Regions from separate parts of the Hordeum vulgare genome. Here region 2 is linked to region 1. The links are chromatin contacts, called in public Hi-C maps. All regions are on one chromosome and are shown on one strand. Each heading gives the region's core, a stretch centred on a gene start, on an enhancer-like site or on the middle of the called end of the contact. The rest is flanking DNA. Distances are from core to core; before and after follow the strand shown.

The links. A called contact is a pair of places that touch in the nucleus more often than the background predicts.
Region 2: a contact with region 1 is called in a Hi-C map of leaf, with 3 times the contacts expected there. The contact joins the promoter of LOC123407172 here to the promoter of LOC123410834 in region 1. A contact is called at or near these places in 1 of 6 Hi-C or Micro-C datasets (leaf) and 1 of 1 datasets of contacts at active chromatin or transcription factors (embryo).

The regions. Positions count from the first base shown.
Region 1 is chr7H:164,493,798-164,497,612 of MorexV3_pseudomolecules_assembly, forward strand. LOC123410834 (protein DETOXIFICATION 35-like) reads left to right here and starts at 2,187. Exons shown (of 7, transcript XM_045103774.1): 1 at 2,187-2,549; 2 at 2,657-3,282; 3 at 3,450-3,506; 4 at 3,630-3,815. The coding sequence starts at 2,313.
Region 2 is chr7H:164,655,847-164,659,661 of MorexV3_pseudomolecules_assembly, forward strand. LOC123407172 (pre-mRNA-splicing factor CWC25 homolog) reads right to left here and starts at 1,983. Exons shown (of 4, transcript XM_045100249.1): 1 at 1,587-1,983; 2 at 1,041-1,188; 3 at 502-663; 4 at 1-367. The coding sequence starts at 1,774.

The DNA of each region.
Region 1 (3,815 bases), core at 937-3,436:
CTCCTCCTCTGCTTGTGTGGCGGCCCAATCCTGTTGTTGTGTGCCCATGTCGGTCTGGATGTAGGATTGTTGTGTGACGGTCTAGGTGTAGCCCTGCTTTATGTGGGTGTAATTGTTGGACCGGGTGGGATCCGAGTCTTCCACCTACTTGTCCTTATAACCACATCCTCCTCCACCTCCATCATGGATGATGTCGAACATCTCTATGTATGCGTCATCGTACACCTTCTCTCCCGCTTCACGCATAGTAGCGAACATCGTGCGGGCACCAATGTGCTCCCCGCACGCGCTCAGATGAGCTGCATCGAGGAAGACTATGAGAAGAGGAGCGACGCCGCGTTTACATCGATGATGTAAGCCACTAGCCCGCTCGTGGTTGTTGCAGACTGCCTACCGAGCTGTTGGGCGGTGTAGTAGTACGGAGACTTGTAATGTTCCGGCCATGATGACGTCTGGATGGTGGGCGTAACCATCAGGGCTTCGCGACCCGGGCATGAAGTCCACCATGTCGGCAACCAGCATGCCCACCGTGCCGTCGTCCACACGTCCATCGCTAGCCTTCCACTTCTTGATCTTCTCCTCCTTTATGACCTTCACTTTGACGCGACGAGTTTCTCGCATCGCCGAGTTAATCTTCCGGGCAAGGGTGGTGCGGAGATCCTCCTGCACCTCCACCACCACCTCCTTGTCCGGTAGGTCCTCGTCCGATTTCATGCGTCAGCGGCGGGAACGGGGAAGAAAGTGAGAGAATTGGGTGAGAATTGCTTGGAGAGCGGCAAGATGGAAAAATAGAGTGGGGGATTTTGACGCAAAAATAGTGCGGGTGATACAAAAGCGCGGACTCCGCCTTCCTTTTGGGTGGGCCATGGTTGTAATCATGTAAGAGTATCCAAAGTCTCGTAAAGCCCCCACCCCGCACCCCCGGGTTGGTTCCAGTTTGCGGGAGAAGTTCGGACATATGCAAACGTATGCACGTGATTTGAGGGTCATTGTTGGAGATGCCCTAAGACTTGCAAGTTGTAATGCAAGAGTTATTATTAACTCTGTCCTAGTTTATTGGCTCCTTCGTATTTTGCGTCATTTTGACTTTAAATTTAACAAACAAAATGTCAATGCATGTCATGAAAAGTAATCTCTCCCTAATAATAAAGCATCGAAGGCTTCAGTCGTCCGTCGTGGCTATTTTGCAGAAAGTCCCTGTCTTTTTAAATAATTAACCCGCAGTCCATCTTTTAGTCACACCCGAACCGGGTTTTTTTTGCATTTTTCAGAAAACTCTCTGATGTTTCACGTAATCAACCCGCACTCCGTATTTAAGCCAGCCGAAGCGTTTTTTCCGTTTTAACAAAAAAACCTGACTTTTCAGTTAATCAATCCACATTTTATCTAAAACAAAATTATCCATATCTTTTAAACCGTAACTCCGATTTTAACATGTTATATATGAAATTTGATTAAAAATGTGTAGAATCTAAATAGGATGTTATTTTTAGCTGTTGAATACTTCTTAAATATTATTTTGGATGCAAACTTAATCTGTAGTGCACGGTCCTTTTTTTCCTCTTTTCGACGACGATACGAATTGCAATAAACATCCATTAAATTAAAACCAAATTGAGAGGAAAGAAAATATCGTCAACCACACATGCACATCTTTGGAAAACCTCGTGGAGAAATAACATATTTCTCATCTTATTCCGAGTGACTGTACATTCAAACGCGTTTTCGTTGTGTGAGCACTGATGTCATTGTCTGCAATACAAATGTGATGTCATGTAAAAATATATTGCGTTCAGAGCGTGTGTTATTTTCTCTTTCGTTACAACGCACGGACTCTTTTGCTAGTATCACTAAAACTTTTATGTAGAAATACGAATTAAAGATATGATTTTTAATGACACGCATTCATATCTTAGTAGTTAAATTTATGATCAAGATTTGATAGTATAAACAAAGACGGAGGTACTATGTAAAAATAGTCAACGTGACAACAAAAAATATCTTCTTTTTGGGTATAATCAACATCTTTTTGTTTTTTGAAAAGAAAAGGACATTGCGGCGCCAGTCCCGTGGATTCATAACTGATGACGAGGCGTCAAATCTCACGGACACAAACACGCCACGAGGGCGAGGCCCTCCAGCCGCAGCTGCTACCTACCCGTCGGTCTTCACTCCTCGATCAGAGTGATAGATAGCCGAGGGCCGACGCAACCACTGACGCGGAGGCAGAGGACGCGCCCAGCCCACGCCCACGCCCACGCCCACGCCCAGTGCTCCAAACCGAACCCGGCCGAGCGAGGAAGGAGGGGGCGATGGGGTCCGTCGCCGACGACGCGGCGGAGGTGAGCACCGTGGGTGAGGCCGCGCGGATGGTGTGGGAGGAGTCCAAGCGCCTCTGGGGCATCGGCACGCCCATCGCCATCGCCACGCTCAGCATGTACGCCGTCAGCTCCGTCACCACCATCTTCGTCGGCCACCTTGGCAACCTGCCCCTCGCCGCCGCGTCCATCGGCCTCTCCGTCTTCGCCACCTTCGCCCTCGGGTTCCTAGTACGTGCGCTCGCCACTATCCGCCTCCTCCTCTCCCCCCCAGCACCGCGCCGCATACCATCGCCGACTAAGACTGACCGCTGTCTGCTGGTGCCGATACGTCGCAGCTCGGCATGGGGAGCGCGCTGGAGACGCTGTGCGGGCAGGCGTTCGGCGCCGGCCAGGTGGCCATGCTCGGCGTCTACCTGCAGCGCTCCTGGATCGTCCTCATAGCCGCCGCCATCCTCATGGTGCCCTTCTACGTCTTCGCCGAGCCGCTGCTGCTCGCCCTCGGCCAGGACGCCACCGTCGCGCGCGAGGCCGCCCGCTTCGCGCTCTACATCCTCCCCGGCGCCTTCTCCTTCGCCGTCAACTTCCCCACCGCCAAGTTCCTCCAGGCGCAGAGCAAGGTCCTCGTGCTCGCCTGGATCGGCGTCGGCGGCCTCTGCTTCCACGTCGCGGTCACCTACCTCCTCGTCACCGTCCTCGGATGGGGCTCCGCGGGCGCCGCCGTCGCCTACGACCTCTCGCTCTGGGCCATCGCGCTGGGGCAGGCGGCCTACATCATCGGCTGGTGCAAGGACGGCTGGAGGGGCTGGTCCATGGCGGCATTCAACGACATGTGGGCCTTCGTCAAGCTCTCGCTTGAGTCCGCCGTCATGCTCTGCCTTGAGATTTGGTACCTCGGCATGATCACCGTCCTCACCGGCGACCTCCAGGACGCGCAGATTGCCGTCGACTCGCTTGGCGTCTGGTACCTCTTACTACGAAAATTACAACCTGATAACATTCTCAACTCTCTCTCTGTCGAATATTCTGAACTAACTGTACTAAAAAAAAATCTGAACTAACTGAAGATACTATCGTGAATAAATGCTTAATTATATTTACCTCACAGAATATATGTGCCTTAATTTTCAGCATGAATATAAACGGATGGGAGGGTATGGTCTTCATTGGCCTCAATGCTGCTATCAGGTCAGGCTAATTCAAAACTGTACAAGTAAACTGGTGATTCCTGATTTGTTCAGGAGATCTTGAACGACTGTCAAATTTTAGTTTCTAAATAAACTGCTACCACTTGCCTGCTTACGTTCTCAGTGTTCGAGTCTCCAACGAGCTGGGCTCTGGCCGTCCAAGGGCGGCGTTGCACGCGGTCGTCGTCGTCGTCGGCGAGTCGTTGCTCATTGGGCTGCTATGCATGACCCTCGTGTTGATCTTCAGAGATAACTTCGCCAGCATCTACACTAGCAATGTGGAGCTCCGGCAGGCCGTCTCCAAGATTGC
Region 2 (3,815 bases), core at 733-3,232, 160 kb after region 1:
GTCCAGCATCTTCTGGCGTATCCCGCCGTCTTCTCCTTGGTTCATCACCTTGTGACTTGTCTTGTCGTCTTCTCTTTGGTTGGTCATCTTCTGAAATCTCATGCCTTCTTTTCCTTGGTTCATCATCTTCTGTATCCGAGGATTCTTGACTGTTTTCTTTCTTCTGATGCCTTGACCTTTTCACTTCCCTCTTATGCTCGGGAGCAGAAGGAACTTTCTTTCTCCCTTCGTCCTTGCCATCACTTACGTCATCCGAATCAGAATTTTCAGCCGAGTGATGCCTCTTACTCTTTGACTTATGATGACGATGTTTTTTGTGCTTTCTCCTCTCTTTCTTTTCTTCCTTCTGCTTTTTTTCTGCTTCCATCTACAGAAATAAGATTGTATCAGAGAGTGTAGTTCAGATGAAATCATCAGAAACCATCAATAGGCTGCTATGTGTGGATGAGTTCACTAGCTTAGTTCTAATTCAGATGCACAGAATCAATTCCGAGAACTTACTGATTTCTTTATCTCGGCCATCTTGATTGGATTATTTTTAATCCTTGCAATAGCATCCTGCTCCCGCTGCCTTATTAGGAGTAGGGGATCAGAGTGAAGTTTTCTCCATGTGTCATTTGCAGATTGAGGCTTCTCCTCAAATAGAGCTCCCAGGGAAGTGTCCTAAAACGTCATGAAAGAACAAAATAAGCGCTGCAACTGCAAAATCAATCAATACATATATAGTTATGCGATGATGCATGATAGGTGTCTTGATAAAACCTTGAAATCAAGTTTGCCTTCTCTCTAAACCAAACACGCCGTAGGTACTAAGAGAACATATGGTATAATTCAATATGAAACCACCAAACAAGTACCTCTATTCCAAAGTAAAGAAAAATAAACATACTCCACTAAGAACAATGGACTAGAACATCAGGGCTACATTCTACATAAGCAACAATGATATTTCTTTGACAATTGTATAGGTCAAACTAAGTGCAAATCTACGAACAACAATGGAGTAGAATCACCAGGGAGATGGGGAACAACGGAGATACCTTGGAAGAGCCAGCAGTCGTTGGAGCAGAAGAGGAGGCCGCAGCTGCCGCCGCTGGGGCGGGTTGCTGCAGTGCTTGGAATCCATCCGAGCTCCCCTTGCCCACGCCCAAGCCTGACTCGTAGAGGAATTCCAACCTCTCCTGCCTCCTGCAAACAATGAAACCACATACACATAAGCAAGTGACAGCAAAATTCCCCAAAAAACGAAAAGTAGTTCGGAATTTCCCAACAGTTTTGCGTGACAAATCGAAATGAACAGGTTCAATGCAAAGCTTAGCCCGTGAAACAGGCATCCCCTAGCAGTAACCTTACACAAGATCGAATAGGAATTTACTACGTACTTCAGATCCTGCGAATATGCGCCTAAATCCCATGTGACTCGACTGCCAAATCGAAGCAGCCCCTAAACTACCACATCGATCTGAACCGAAGCGTCACCAGGCAATAATCTGGCCGCGAATCTCCCCGCGCCCGAAACCCTAGATAGATTTACTGCTAAAAAGGCGAATGAATAGATTGGGGGGAGATGCGGGATGGATGCTTACGGCTTGAATCCGGCCTGTTCCTGGATGGCGCGGAACTCAGCCTTCTCCCTCTCCTCCTTGAGCTGCTTCTTGTACTCCTCGATCTTGTGCTGCTCTTCCTTCTCCTTCTGCTCCGCCACCCACACCTTCTCCACGTTGCGGAGGCTCCCCGTGTGCCACCCCTTCTTGTTCAGAAATTTCATCCCCATGGCGGGCAACCTCCTCCTCCTGCTCCCCCTCCCCCTCCCCCTCCCTTGCCCGAGGCGCTAGACCTTGCGGCGGCGTAGCCTGCCGGCTTCTCCGCCTCTTCGCGACTTGGCTTGGAAACGGAAGGAGATGGGAGAGAGAGATCGGGGAGGTAGCCAAAGCGCAATCCGCCGCCTCGGCGACAGCGATTAAACGGTAAGCAAATTCCTCCCCGTTTTCGGCACACGAAAGCGTATTTTGTGTGGAAACGAGATAGGGCCCGTTGTGCCCAACGAGATTATATTATTTGGGCCGAGCGTGCAAGTCGGCCCTAGCATCATGCGAACAATGTCCACAACTTCTCAATTGATTTTTGTGGATGTGCCTAAAGAAAATGATTTTAACTCCGCCTACGTTGTTTCGACATAGCCGGTCCTAAGTCCGGATAAAGAAGGAGGATTGTGATAGGTTTGACGAGGCAACATCAAAATTCAGCCACCCTTATGAAGATGAAACCTAGAAGATTTTCGTTGGGACGTAACATCAGAACCAGGGTGTGATGGAAAATGGGGAAGGGTCGGGCCGTCACCCCCAGGTGGCGCACCGTATCGTGATCTGGATACGGTCGCAAGTGAGCAAGGATCGGGTCATCGCATCCTTAATGGCACGCTACATCGACGTCTGGGTGTAGTGGAAAATGAGCAAGGGTCTTCGCATTTGACTTGACGAGTGCGAAGGATAAGCAAGCTAGCCGAGCCTAGAAGGATTCGTTTAGGTGGCTGGACCATAGGGTCTCTGGCAGGTAAGCTTCGGGCGTCCAAGAGACCAAATGGAGGGGATAGAAGGCGAAGGAGGTGGAGGGAACCAGCTTCAAGTTGTGGTACACGGAAACGGTTGCAAACACAAATGGAGTAGGCATCTTGATCAGCAAGAGCCTCAAGTATGAAGTGGTAGACGTCAAGAGACGTGGGGACCGGATTATCCTCATCAAGATGGTAGTTGGGGACTTAGTTTTCAGTGTTATCAATGCGTATGCCCGCAAGTAGGCCACAATGAGAACACCAAGAGGAAGTTCTGGAAAGGCTTGAAGGATATGGTTAGGAGTGTACCGATTGGCGAGAGGCTCTTCACAGGAGGAGACCTCAATGGCCATGTGGGCACATCTAACACAAGTTTTAAAGGGGTACATGGGGGATTTGGCTATGACATCAGGAATCAAGAAGGAGAAAACGTCTTAAAATTTGCGCTAGCCTACAACATGATCATAGCTAACACCCTCTTTAAGAAGAGAGAATCACATCTAGTGACTTACAATAGTGGGCAACAGTCTAGTCAAATTGATTTCATTCTCTCGAGAAGAGAAGACAGGCATGCATGCCTAGACTGTAAGGTGATAACTGGAGAGAGTGTTGTCCCTCAGCATAAGCTTTTGGTTGCTAACTTCCGCTTTCGGATTCGTGTCCAGCGTGCCGAAGTCGCTAGAACGAAATGGTGGAAGCTCAAGGGGGAGGTAGCTCGCGCGTTTAAGCAGAGGGTCATTAAGGAGGGGCCTTGGGAGGAAGGAGGTGATGCAAAAAAACATGTGGATGAAGATGGCGACTTGCATTCGTAAGGTGGCCTCAGAGGAGTTTGGAATGTCCAGGAGAAGTAGAAGAGAAGCTAAAGATACCTGATGGTGGAACGATATTGTCCAAAAGGCAATTAAGGAGAAGAGAGATTGTTTGAGACGACTATATCTCGATAGGAGTGTGGACAACGTAGAGAAGTACAAGATGGCAAAGAAGGCCGCAAAGCGAGTTGTGAGTGAAGCAAGGGGTCGAGCGTATGAGAACCTCTACCAGTGGTTAGAGACGAAGGAAGGCGAAAGGGACATCTATAAGATGGCCAAGATCCGAGAGGGAAAGACGAGGGATGTTGACCAAATCAAGTGCATCAAGGACAAAGAAGAGCAACTCCTGACGAAGAATGAGGAGATTAATCATAGATGGCGGGGGTACTTTGACAAGCTGTTCAATGGGGAGAGTGAGAGCTCTACCATTGATCTGGACGACTCCTTTGGTGATA